Linked DNA regions of Ovis aries: region 1 is linked to region 2. The links are chromatin contacts, called in public Hi-C maps. All regions are on one chromosome and are shown on one strand. The core of a region is the stretch at or near the end of the contact, and the rest is flanking DNA. Distances in the headings are between cores, read along the strand shown.

Evidence for each region. Hi-C and Micro-C count contacts between places; a contact is called where the count stands out from the background.
Region 1: a contact with region 2 is called in a Hi-C map of liver, with 2.9 times the contacts expected there. The contact joins the promoter of ARL6IP4 here to the promoter of SBNO1 in region 2. A contact is called at or near these places in 2 of 16 Hi-C or Micro-C datasets (hypothalamus and liver).

The regions. Positions count from the first base shown.
Region 1 is chr17:52,591,261-52,596,544 of ARS-UI_Ramb_v3.0, reverse strand. It overlaps ARL6IP4 (ADP ribosylation factor like GTPase 6 interacting protein 4), which reads left to right and starts at 1,811. Exons shown (of 6, transcript XM_027956445.3): 1 at 1,811-1,942; 2 at 2,310-2,483; 3 at 2,917-3,201; 4 at 3,285-3,402; 5 at 3,805-3,874; 6 at 3,953-4,246. The coding sequence starts at 2,321. The coding sequence ends at 4,009. OGFOD2 (2-oxoglutarate and iron dependent oxygenase domain containing 2) reads left to right here. Exons shown (of 5, transcript XM_060401131.1): 4 at 1-48; 5 at 122-1,113. The coding sequence ends at 385. PITPNM2 (phosphatidylinositol transfer protein membrane associated 2) reads right to left here. Exons shown (of 28, transcript XM_060401114.1): 28 at 4,801-5,284.
Region 2 is chr17:52,278,291-52,283,675 of ARS-UI_Ramb_v3.0, reverse strand. SBNO1 (strawberry notch homolog 1) reads right to left here and starts at 3,625. Exons shown (of 31, transcript XM_060401102.1): 1 at 3,477-3,625.

The sequences.
Region 1 (5,284 bases), core at 562-3,061, 310 kb before region 2:
GGCAAGGCCTTCACAGGGGGTGCCCTCTACTTCGGGGATCTCTTCCAGGTTAGTGTGTGTAACCCGTGGGGCTGGGCCAGAGCCACTGTGAGTACCCAGGCCTGAGTTCCACTGTCCACAGGTGCCTTCAACCCTGGCCAAGCCCTTGGAGGTGGAGCACGTGGTGGGCCAGGGCCTCCTGCACCGTGGGGGCCAGCTGCACGGGGCCCGGCCCCTGGGCACCGGTGAGCGCTGGAACCTGGTCGTCTGGCTCCGGGCCTCAGCCGTGCGCAACCGCCTCTGCCCTATGTGCTGCCGCAAGCCTGACCTGGTGGACGACGAGGGCTTCGGTGATGGCTTCACCCGCGAGGAGCCCGCCACAGTGGATGTGTGTGCCCTAACTTGAGCTTGGCCAGGGCCAGTGTGGCGGGCAAGGACAGAAATAAACACCCTGCAGCCCTCAGCACTTCTTGATTCAAGAGGACACACAGGCTTCTGGGTCATTCTTTCAGCAGACAGGCTGGCTTAGGTCAGGCTTGTAGACCAGAGCCTGAGACAGGAATTCCTGTGCATGTGGTTTAAGGAGGGAGTGCTCCAGGGAGGAGCAGGACAGGGCAGGAAGGAGCTGGATCAGGATGGTTTGACACAGCATCCAGTTTCAGCCCAATCCCACAGGGCTCTCTGGAGCATGAATTGAAGCACAGTTTGCCCCCAACAGCAGTTATTGGCTATGGGGTGTTTCAGGGTATGGAGTGGGTGAGTAACTTCCCAAACATCCACCTCCAGGGCAGCATGGTTCCCAGTGGCCAAGGAAATCTTCCAGAGCAGGGTAAAGGTGTGGGGTGTCAGCAGCAGACACCATGGCTAAGGTCGAGTGCACATGTCTTCTAAGGGGATTTGGGTGGGTCACCTCCATCTTCTGGATGGTATGGAGGGGTTACTGCAGAAAGATTAGAAGCAGGAACTTGGAGCCAGACTGCCTGGATTCAAATTCTGATTCAGCCACTTCCAGTTGTAACTGGGTAAGCCACCTGCCTCTCTCTGCCTTAGTCTTTTTTCCTGGAAAGTACCGATGTCCTAGAGCTGTTTTGAGGATCAAATGACTTCCCATTTATAAAGCAATTTACAACAGTCCTCTGGGTTTGCTGCTGTCATTACTATCAAAGAGTTTGCAACTCGGTGGCCCCAAGACTGGAGGAGGCATGCAGCGATGCTATGTTTGGGAGAGTTTTCCATGTTGAAATCTTGAGTTTGGACTCCCCTGGCAAAGTGGGAAGATCTGGAAATATCCGGCCCCAGTCCACACTGCAGAAAACAGGGAGACCAGACTCTCGAGGCCTGTGGTACACTCCCTCACAGGGGTCCCTCATAGGTTGCTGTGAACTTTCTGGTTTCTATGGACGTCTGAGTTTGTGACCTCTGTATTACTGAATGCAGACATCGGAAAGACCAAGGTTCTGGAGCTCACGGCCTGCTGGTGTGGACATGTCCGCAGAAAATCCACAGTGGCCTCCTCCCCTGGGCTTCACAGGGACTGGGGCTGCTGCGGGCCGACCGAATAGGCTAAAGATGGGAGAGGGCATAGCTGCGGCAAAGGGCTTGTGAGCTCTGGGACTGGCACCAGGCTGGCGAGCAGGTCTCTCGTCCGGGAGCTCCCCCTAGAGGCGGAAGCCTGGAGCCCCAGCTCGCCTCTCTGGGAGGTGAGCGCGCCAGACTCGGTTTCTTGGGCTGCCCCACAGACGGAACCTGGGGCTTCAGAACTAAAGGCAGCAGCGCCTCGCTTCGCGGCCGGACAGCCTCCCAGTGCACCGCCCTGGGCCGGAAGTCACCCAGCCGTTGCTTCCTCACTCGAAGGCGTGGTGCAGGGTTGGCGGTCCCGCCGGATGGGCGGTTGAAGAGGGAGCAGAGCAACCCCGGGGACTTTCTTTGAGGCGGCAAGGCCGCGGAGGGCGCGGGGTGAAGGGTAGGCGCACGTGGAAAGGGAAGAGGAACGCACCTGGCATCTGAGGAGCGCGGCCGTTCCTAGAGGCGCCTGAGCTGCGCGCGCAGCCGTGAAGCGTCCGCGTGGGGGCGGACCCTTAAAGGGGCCGCAGCGGAGGAGCCGGGAGTCCGCGGAGAACTTGGGTTACCCGGGGTTGGGGGCGGGTGAGGATCGCAAGGTTGCTCCAACTCCCCCTCAACAACGCTGCCCCGGGTAGTGATGGGTGCCAGGCCGCAGAAGACCAGGCCGAATCTGGTCGACTCGGCCAGAGTAGAGCCTCCCTGGGAACCCAGTCTGCGGGCCGGCCCCGTGATCGATCCCGAGTTTAAGTGTGCCTTCGTGTGTGCAGTTCGCGGCGCTATGGCTCACGTCGGCTCCCGCAAGCGCTCTAGGAGTCGCAGCCGTTCCCGGGGGCGAGGGTCGGAAAAGAAAAGGAAGAAGAGCAGTAAGGACGCCCGGAGGAGCTGCTCGGCTTCGAGATCCCAAAGCCGCAAGGCCAGCATCACCTCCTCTGGGGCTGAGGGTGAGGACCAGAGGGAATGGGAAAGGGATGAGGGAACTTCAGGGAGGAAGTTGCAGGCAGTCGGGAGGGCTTCTCCAGACTGACTTTTGGAAAATCGCAGGGAGCACTATTCAGAGGGACACAAGAGTGTCCTCGCTATCTGGAATGAAAGACGCTCAGAATCCTCAGAATCCAGGGGCTGGGCCAACCCATTGAATACGGAGTGAAGCGAGCACTTTATCATAATTTTGGTGTAGCAGGGCCTAAGATGTGGGTGCTGGCCACCTTGCTCCTGGGCAGACAGTGTGCGGCGTCGAGAAAGTGCCTCTCCACAGCGTGCTGAAGCCCTGCCAGGAGGTAGTCAGCCTGAGCCTGCTATAGGCCAGAGCAAGGGGACGAAGGTTTACTTCTTCCCCTCCTGGCCTTCCAGCCTCACCTTCTCCCTGCATCACAGAGAGAAGCAAGCACAAGGCCCGGAGGAGACCACGATCCAGCTCCTCCTCCTCTTCTTCCAGTTCTTCTAGCTCCTCTTCCTCTTCGTCCTCCTCCTCTTCCTCCAGCGATGGCCGGAAGAAGCGGGGGAAGCACAAGGACAAGAAGAGGAAGAAGAAGAAGAAAAGGAAGAAGAAGCTGAAGAAGAGAGGCAAGGAGAAGGCCAGAATGCAGCAGGCTGAGGCTCTGCCCGGACCCTCGCTGGACCAGTGGCACAGAGCAGCCAAGGAGGAAGAGGATGGCCCAGGTACTGCGCTGCCCGCTGTGCAGGGCGGGGAGGGTCCTCTCCCTGAGGCTCTGCCACCGCCTCCCTGCCATCTTACCTTCCAGTCCTGACGGACGAGCAGAAGTCCCGCATCCAGGCCATGAAGCCCATGACCAAGGAGGAGTGGGATGCCCGGCAGAGCGTCATCCGCAAGGTGGTGGACCCGGAGACAGGACGCACCAGGTGGGGCACGCTGGCCCCAGACTGCACTCTCAGGAGGAGGGATGGGGGCTGCTGCTGCTCTAAACAGGCTGACGACCAGGGGAAAAGTCCCTTGTTGATGAGACTTCTCAGGCCATTGCTCCCTATTGGCTGAAGTAGGCAATTGCAGGGGCTGGAAAGGCCTTGAGGGAGGGTCTTCAAAGAGCCACAGCTGGCCTGTCTGATGGCAGAGCTACCCTCTGTCCTCATCTCTGTGGCAAGGGAGGGAGGTGAGGAGGGAGGAGTGGGAGTGGCCAGCAGGGTGTGGCAGCCTGCTCAAGGAGGTGGTGGGGCCTGGGCCTGGCACCCCTCTGCCGGGTGCTTCTGGTTCTGGTGCTCTGGCCTCTCAGTTAAGAGGCTCAGCCTGCCCACTCCCATCCCCAGGCTCATTAAGGGAGACGGCGAGGTCTTAGAAGAAATCGTCACCAAGGAACGACAGAGAGAGATCAATAAGGTGGGTGTCGCCCCCTTACCCAGGCCCACCCCCAGCTCTTCTTCTGACCTATCCCCTCCTGTGTGCTTTCTTCCCCAGCAAGCCACCCGAGGGGACGGCCTGGCCTTCCAGATGAGAGCAGGGCTCCTGCCCTGAGGCCCCCGTGGCCCCCATCCAAGGCCTGCTACACATGGTGTTGGCACGACCTGGAGGCTGGCCTCAGGGTGGACAGTGGGGAGCCCGCTGGGTGTTCTTTCTCCTGCAGACCAGCCTCTGGCCCAGCCTCCTCTGCAATGCAGGGAGTGGAGGTCGGGGGTCACTGGCCAAGTCAGCTCCCCCATCTCCCGAAAGAGCGCACCTTCCCAGATATTAAATGTTCCCTGGTTGGAGACATCTTCTGTGTTGTTGCTTTTTGTGCTGAGGGGGAGGGAAGGAGGCAACCCGACTTCAGGGCAAAGATAAGGACTCTGGGAGCTTTGGTGGGGGGCACACACCAGCTACTCTTGCGGTCCTCACCCTCAGGTCAGCCGGCCTGGACCAGAGCCCCACTCCACCCCAGCTGAATCCCAAACCCTCGGCTCTTAAGCTGATTTCCTCAGGCCTGGAGGGAGGCTGCTACCCTTGCTGTTAACTCTGCAGATAAGAGAGTCCTGCTGGCCTGGGAGGAGTCCTGGCCCAGCTCACAGGCTGTGTCCTCTGTGAGGCAGAGGCTGACAGCACCCATTTTCATCACTGGATTGCTGTGAGGACAGAGTGAGTTCATACCCAGGAAGGGGCTAGAAGGAAGCCCAGCAGAGAGAAGGCCCATGGGAGTGTGTTGGTATTGTGAGCACAGCTGACACTGTGTCCTGGGAAGGACTGCCTTTACCTCCTAGGGCAGGCTGCACCCCCCACCCAGCCCCCACCCCCAGTGCTCTGGTGGCCGGCGCAGTACTGAGACCCAGAAGGAAGCCTTCCTGCTTCTTTAATCAGTGTAACAGATGACAACACAGTACACAGAGCACACTCAGGCCCGATGGAGCAGGGACAGCAAGGGCGGGTGGGGATACGTCGGGACACCGCTCACAGGCGGCCCAGACAGACAAGACAGACAGACGGGTTGAGACGTGAAGGCTGTGACGTGGCAGGTGGGCAGGCAGGCGGTTCAGACCGAGCTGGGAAGGGGGCATAGGGTCTCTGCAGAATCCCTCTTTAGAAATCAAAGAGAAGGCAGGTGGTGGGGTCTGGGAGTGGCGGGCTGAGGCTCAGTCCTGGGGGTGGGGGGGCTGGGACTAAGGCTTCTACTCTAACAGGCCTGGGGTGGGGTGGCAGTCAGCAAGGCCTGCCTCACCCTTTGGTTATGACTGGTCGGGCCTGAGCCCTGCAGCTCAGCACCCAATGCTGTAAACATTTTTGGTATTTTAAAGGACTCTGTCCTCCCTCTCTTAGTTT
Region 2 (5,385 bases), core at 2,376-4,875:
AGATGTGTACACATAGTATCATTTTTAAGAAGTATCTTTAAAAAAAAATCTTAGGGAGGGGACATAGGTATACTTGTGGCTGATTCATGTTGCTATATGGCAGTATGTTTGTCGCTCAGTTGTGCCTGACTCTTGTGACTCCACGGATATATGGCAAAGGCCAACATAATACTGTAAAGCAATTATCCTCCCCCCCAAAATATATCTTTGCCTGAAAAGGATTTTTCTATTTAATAGTGCTAAGCATGTCTGATTTTGACCCAACTTTTGTTTTTACACAGCCCGGATATCTGAGGACTGACATTTAGCTTAAGAATCTGAAGGATAATGATCCACTTTGAATTTAACTGGTAAGTCCATCAACAAGTATTCATTAAGTGTCTACTAGGTACTGGTTCCTTAAGAATATTAGGTAGAAGGAAAGGTAGATATAAACAAGTTTGCTAAAAAAATTTTTCTTTACCTAAAAGGGTATAATCTGTATTTTTTAACACCTACTTCCCCAAGCAGCAATTGCTCAGTGCCATGCCCCTCCCCTCACTCTTACTACAAAATCTATAGAAAGAATGGAATCACAAAGGAATGTGCAGATTATATACAAGTTCCAAAAATGTTTTGAAAAAGCACCATGAGAAAGAATGGGGGAGGAGGGTGAAACTATGTTCTCGATAACAACATGAAAATCAGATGGCTAGTCTTCCCAACATTCACTGTATGGTTGGACTTTTTTTCTCTTAACTCTCAAAATAATCCGTAAGTAAAAATTACCTGTTATCCCCTTGTCGGAGATGAGATACTGAGGCTTAGAGAGATGAACTGTAACAAGTTAACAACAAAGCAAGCTTGGAGCAGAATTACAAACCTAGGTTGGCTGATACCACACCTCCCAGATTCTGTGTTTTTGAATCCCATACCAGTATGTTTCAAACTGCTAGTCACAACAGGATGAGTTGTCAAATAATTTACCTTATGACCAGCATATTTTAAATGTTTCAAATACAGACTATTCAAATATGTTAAATACAGAACAGAATTAGTGCAGCACACAGTAAAAAGTAAACATTATTATATAAAACTCAGTTCTACGTGTGTATTAATGTGCTAGTTCACAATATAAAACACATTTCTTACTATGGAATACAGTAAAAAGGTTTGAAAATCACTGCTCTGTGTTACATACTGTCTCCTAAGAAGTAAATAAGCAAATTAATTTGATGGGTTTTGTACCATATATATTTTTTTTGTTCATAAGAGAGTTCCTGCTCTTCAAGAGCCTATCCTTTCCATCTACAGAAATTTTCAGTGGTATCCCAAGGCTGTCCTTAATACTCAGTTCAGCCACATCAAAGTGGATCTGTCAATTAGCATAAAAAAAGACAACTGCAAAAACTTAAGGATTACATCATGTTGGTTACTAATTGGATATTCAATGAAAAACAATTCCTCTCAGAAAGTATCTTTCTTTTACTCCAATTTTCAAAAACCCACGGAGCCTCATGAAAAGCCAGGTAATTGGCGAAGACCAGCCCTCAGACCTGCCTGCTTTCTTACTTCACAAGCAGATCAGCAAATCTCAAATCAAAGCTCAATTTAGAGACTAAGAAAGGCCAAAATGTTATCTGTACCTAAAGTCTTCGCGGGTTGGGGCGGGGGGCGTGAGGACAACTTTAAAACCTCCATACTGCACATTTTAAATAGTAATCTCAGTAACGCCCTTAAAACCTGTAAAACTGTCTGAAACATGAAAGCATTCAATGGACGAATGACTGGATGAATGAATTCATCAACTATAAGTCACTCACTAAGCCTCCCTTTTTAACACTTCTCCAGCAACTGAACTAAAATTTACTTAAATTTCTTAAGAACTGTAAGGAATAAATTTAGACTGGAAATAAACTGGGAGATAAAAAGCAGAAGCCAGAGGAAAACGGTAAAGATGTCTTCTCTGGTAAGGTAAACACTGGAAGCAACTTCTTTAAACATGAAAATAAAACGTCCCCTTGCTTGCAAAACTCATGTCCTACCAGCAGTAAATTCTACATTTTACCCTAGAAATTCTGTACAGACTATCTTTTGTGCAGTGATGAAGGCTTTCCCCACTGCTTACAAAAATCAGTTGTGACTGCAGTAAATAACTGGGAAAATATGGGATCCCTTCGCACTGTTAGCTGGTTTAAGTGACTGCAACTGTTAGGAGGAACAGCGATAGAGAGCAACTAAGGACTTGACAGCTTTCTGGGCCCTCCTTGGCCGACACTTTAGAACCCCATTCCGTCTGTAATTCTGGTTACACTGAGAATATGAAATATTTAACTCAACATAAACTGCTAATAATCAACTTCAAAGGTCAAAGGGGACCCAGCTTTTAACCTTCTCTCATCAACACGTGTTCAGTACAAACTTCCGGGTGCAGTTACAATTGGCTGCGCAATTCAATGGATAAAAACGTTGCTTTCTTTGACTCTCATTTTCTCTCCCGTTCTTTTCCCACGTTTCTCAACCAACTACTCCCCAAAACAAAAGCCTCCCACAGTTAACCGAGCACGCACATAAAAAAGAGCTTCTCTGCGCGAGGATCAAGTTAGTGGTCCGCAAACATTAACCAAACAGAAGCACAAAGCCGAGGTGGAAAGGGGAGGAGCTGGATGCCAGGGTCAGGAAAGAAACAATCACAAGGGTTCAGGAACATCCAAATCTCCTCAGCGGTTAAACCGACTTCAAACCACTTCTGGGAAACCACCAGCATACACTGGTTTGGGGAACTTTAGATGCTCGTTACGCCAAACACTCTCAAAGTAAGCAAATCCCCAACCGACTTGCCCCTCCACAGAAATGCCTGCTTAGCGTCTAGGAGGCGGGCGGGCGAGCGAGCTCGGGGCAAAATTAACCTCATCACTGGGTGAAGCGTGAAGGTGGCCCCACGTGTCCCACGTACCGTCCCCACCACCCCGACGGCGAGGTGACCAGCAAATTGTAGGTGCGGTGTCCTGACGCTCCCCGCACTCTCGCCCTGAACCGGAGCAATCCTTGGGTACGAGGACTTTTGAAGGATTGCGGAGCTCACTTTCCTGCGGGTCCCAGGACCTCACAGACCCCTGGTCTAGCTGAGGAACCAAAGAGGGCGACCCAAGCAGAGCCGGAGCCGGCGTCCGCAGACGCTGACTCCTCGCTTAAACGAGGTGTCTCCAACCCCGGACAGCGGGGCCCTCGGGGCCCGAGAGCTCCACGCGCGGCGACCGCAGGGCCCGGCGCTGACGGGCGGAGGAAACGAGCGCGGCGGGGCCGCCGCCAGGACCGTGCCCCCGAAGACCCCGGGGCGCGCAGCGGAGGGGGCGGCGAGGGAGGCCCCAAGCCAGGGTGAGGTGGCGGGCCCCCCCCTCAGCCCGGCCCTGCACGGCCCCCTGAAGAGGGTGGGAGTGGGAGGCTGTCCGGGAGAAGGAGTGTGGAGGCAGAAAAGGGATAAGAGGTGGACTTACTTTCCCCGCCGGATCCGACACCGGAACAGATTCTCTCAGGTGACTAGAGCTTGAAGAACCAGAGGCGACGGGAGCGGAGGCGGCGGTGGCGGCGGCAGCAGCGGCGTCCGGCTCTGCCTACCTCCCCGCCGCCATCTTGACGCCCCTCCCCCCAAGCCCCCCCGCCCCACGGGGAGGGGGTGGGGCGACGGATGAGGCGCCGCGCGCACGCAGCGCGCGCCGCGCGACCCACGTGACTTCCTCCCTCCCCCCCCCCCACAACACCCCACTCCCTAGCACCTCTCCGCCCCGCCTCCCTCCTAGGTGAAGGAAGATGATTTCCACCCCCCCATGACTGCCCCCTGCCTTCGCCGCCAAGCACGAACTCCGTCGCTCCCGCCGACCGGGTACCAGTGGTTGGATCCAAGGGAATTCCGGAACCCAAACGGTCCATTACCGCGGCTCCCGGGTGGGCGAGGGGTGAGGGGGCCGGGCTTCCGAGAAGGGGGAGGGGGGGAAGGCGAAGGCCGCCTAGGAGAGTCACGTGTCTACTGCTTCCGCCGGCGCTCGAAAGACCTCGCGAGAGTTCCGTTCCTCCGCCCTTTCTCCCCCGCGGGCTGTCGGGAAGAAGGTCGGTGCTTTGACTTGCCACGAGGAGGTCAGCTGGTGGGCCGGGCGCATGCGTGCCACACCTACTTTCAAAGTCCGGCTAGGAGGGGCCTGAAGCTGTTTTCAAAACGTTTTTGGTGTGTGGCTTTGGCCCAGGAAGTTATCTAGTAGTGTCTCTGTCACTTTGAAACGCTTGTTACCTTAGTGAGTTCTAGAAGAAAATATTCGCCTACTTATTGTTTCTTAGGCTTGCTCAGAGCACTTTATTTAATGTGAAACCGCAAGTAACTGGAGCCCCTCGGCTGTTTCATTACCATAATCAGATCCTAAGGAGTGAGAGCGCGGTTAGCCCCTCTTTCTCTTTTTCTCGCGCACACCCACTAACCTGAACAAACTGTTGCTCTCAATTAATGATTGCTGCAGGTCTGTTGCTACCCCCCTCTTTTATTTTTGTATTCTCCGTTATGATTTTTGTTACTGGTACTACTACTAAATGACCTGACCCAGAATAAACAAATTAACTTGGTAACCCTTTTGTAAAGTCATCCTGAGAATGCTGTTTGAACCCGTTGCTTAGGTAATGGGCACGCTGGGTGATTCTTGCCCCCTACCGGTGGCGCGTCGAACTCGCCTTGTGCTCAAAGCAAATTTAGTGGTTTGGTTAACTTGGAGGTAAAAGTGTGAGCTCTTCTAGAGACAGTATGGGGCTAGGGGAGAGAGGGAAAAAAATTACGGCAAGAATAATTGAGTCTTCCAACGTAGTGTCTATATACATAAATATGTATTGTTCAGTTCATTCGCTCAGTCGTCGTGTCCGACTCTTTGCAACCCCGTGGCACAGGCCAGGCTTCCTGTCCATCACCAACTCCCTGAGCTTGCTCAAACTCATGTCCATACAATCAGTGATGCCATCCAACCATCTCGTCCTCTGTCGTCCCCTTCTCCTCCTTCCTTCAATCTTTCCCAGCATCAGGGTCTTTTCTAATGAGTCAGTTCGTCACATCAGGTGTATTGCAGCTTGAGCGTCAGTCCTTCAATGAATATTCAGGACTGATTTCCTTTAGGATGGACTAGTTTGATCCCCTTGCAGTCCAAGGGACGCTCAAGAGTCTTCTCAAACACCACAGTTCAAAAGCATCAATTCCTGTGTATTATATATGTGTGCTGCTGCTGCTGCTGCTAAGTCGCTTCAGTCGTGTCCGACTCTGTGCGACCCCATAAACGGCAGTCCACCAGGCTCCCCCGTCCCTGGGATTCTCCAGGCAAGAGTACTGGAGTGGGTTGCCATATGTGTACATATAAATAAATATTTTAAAGTATG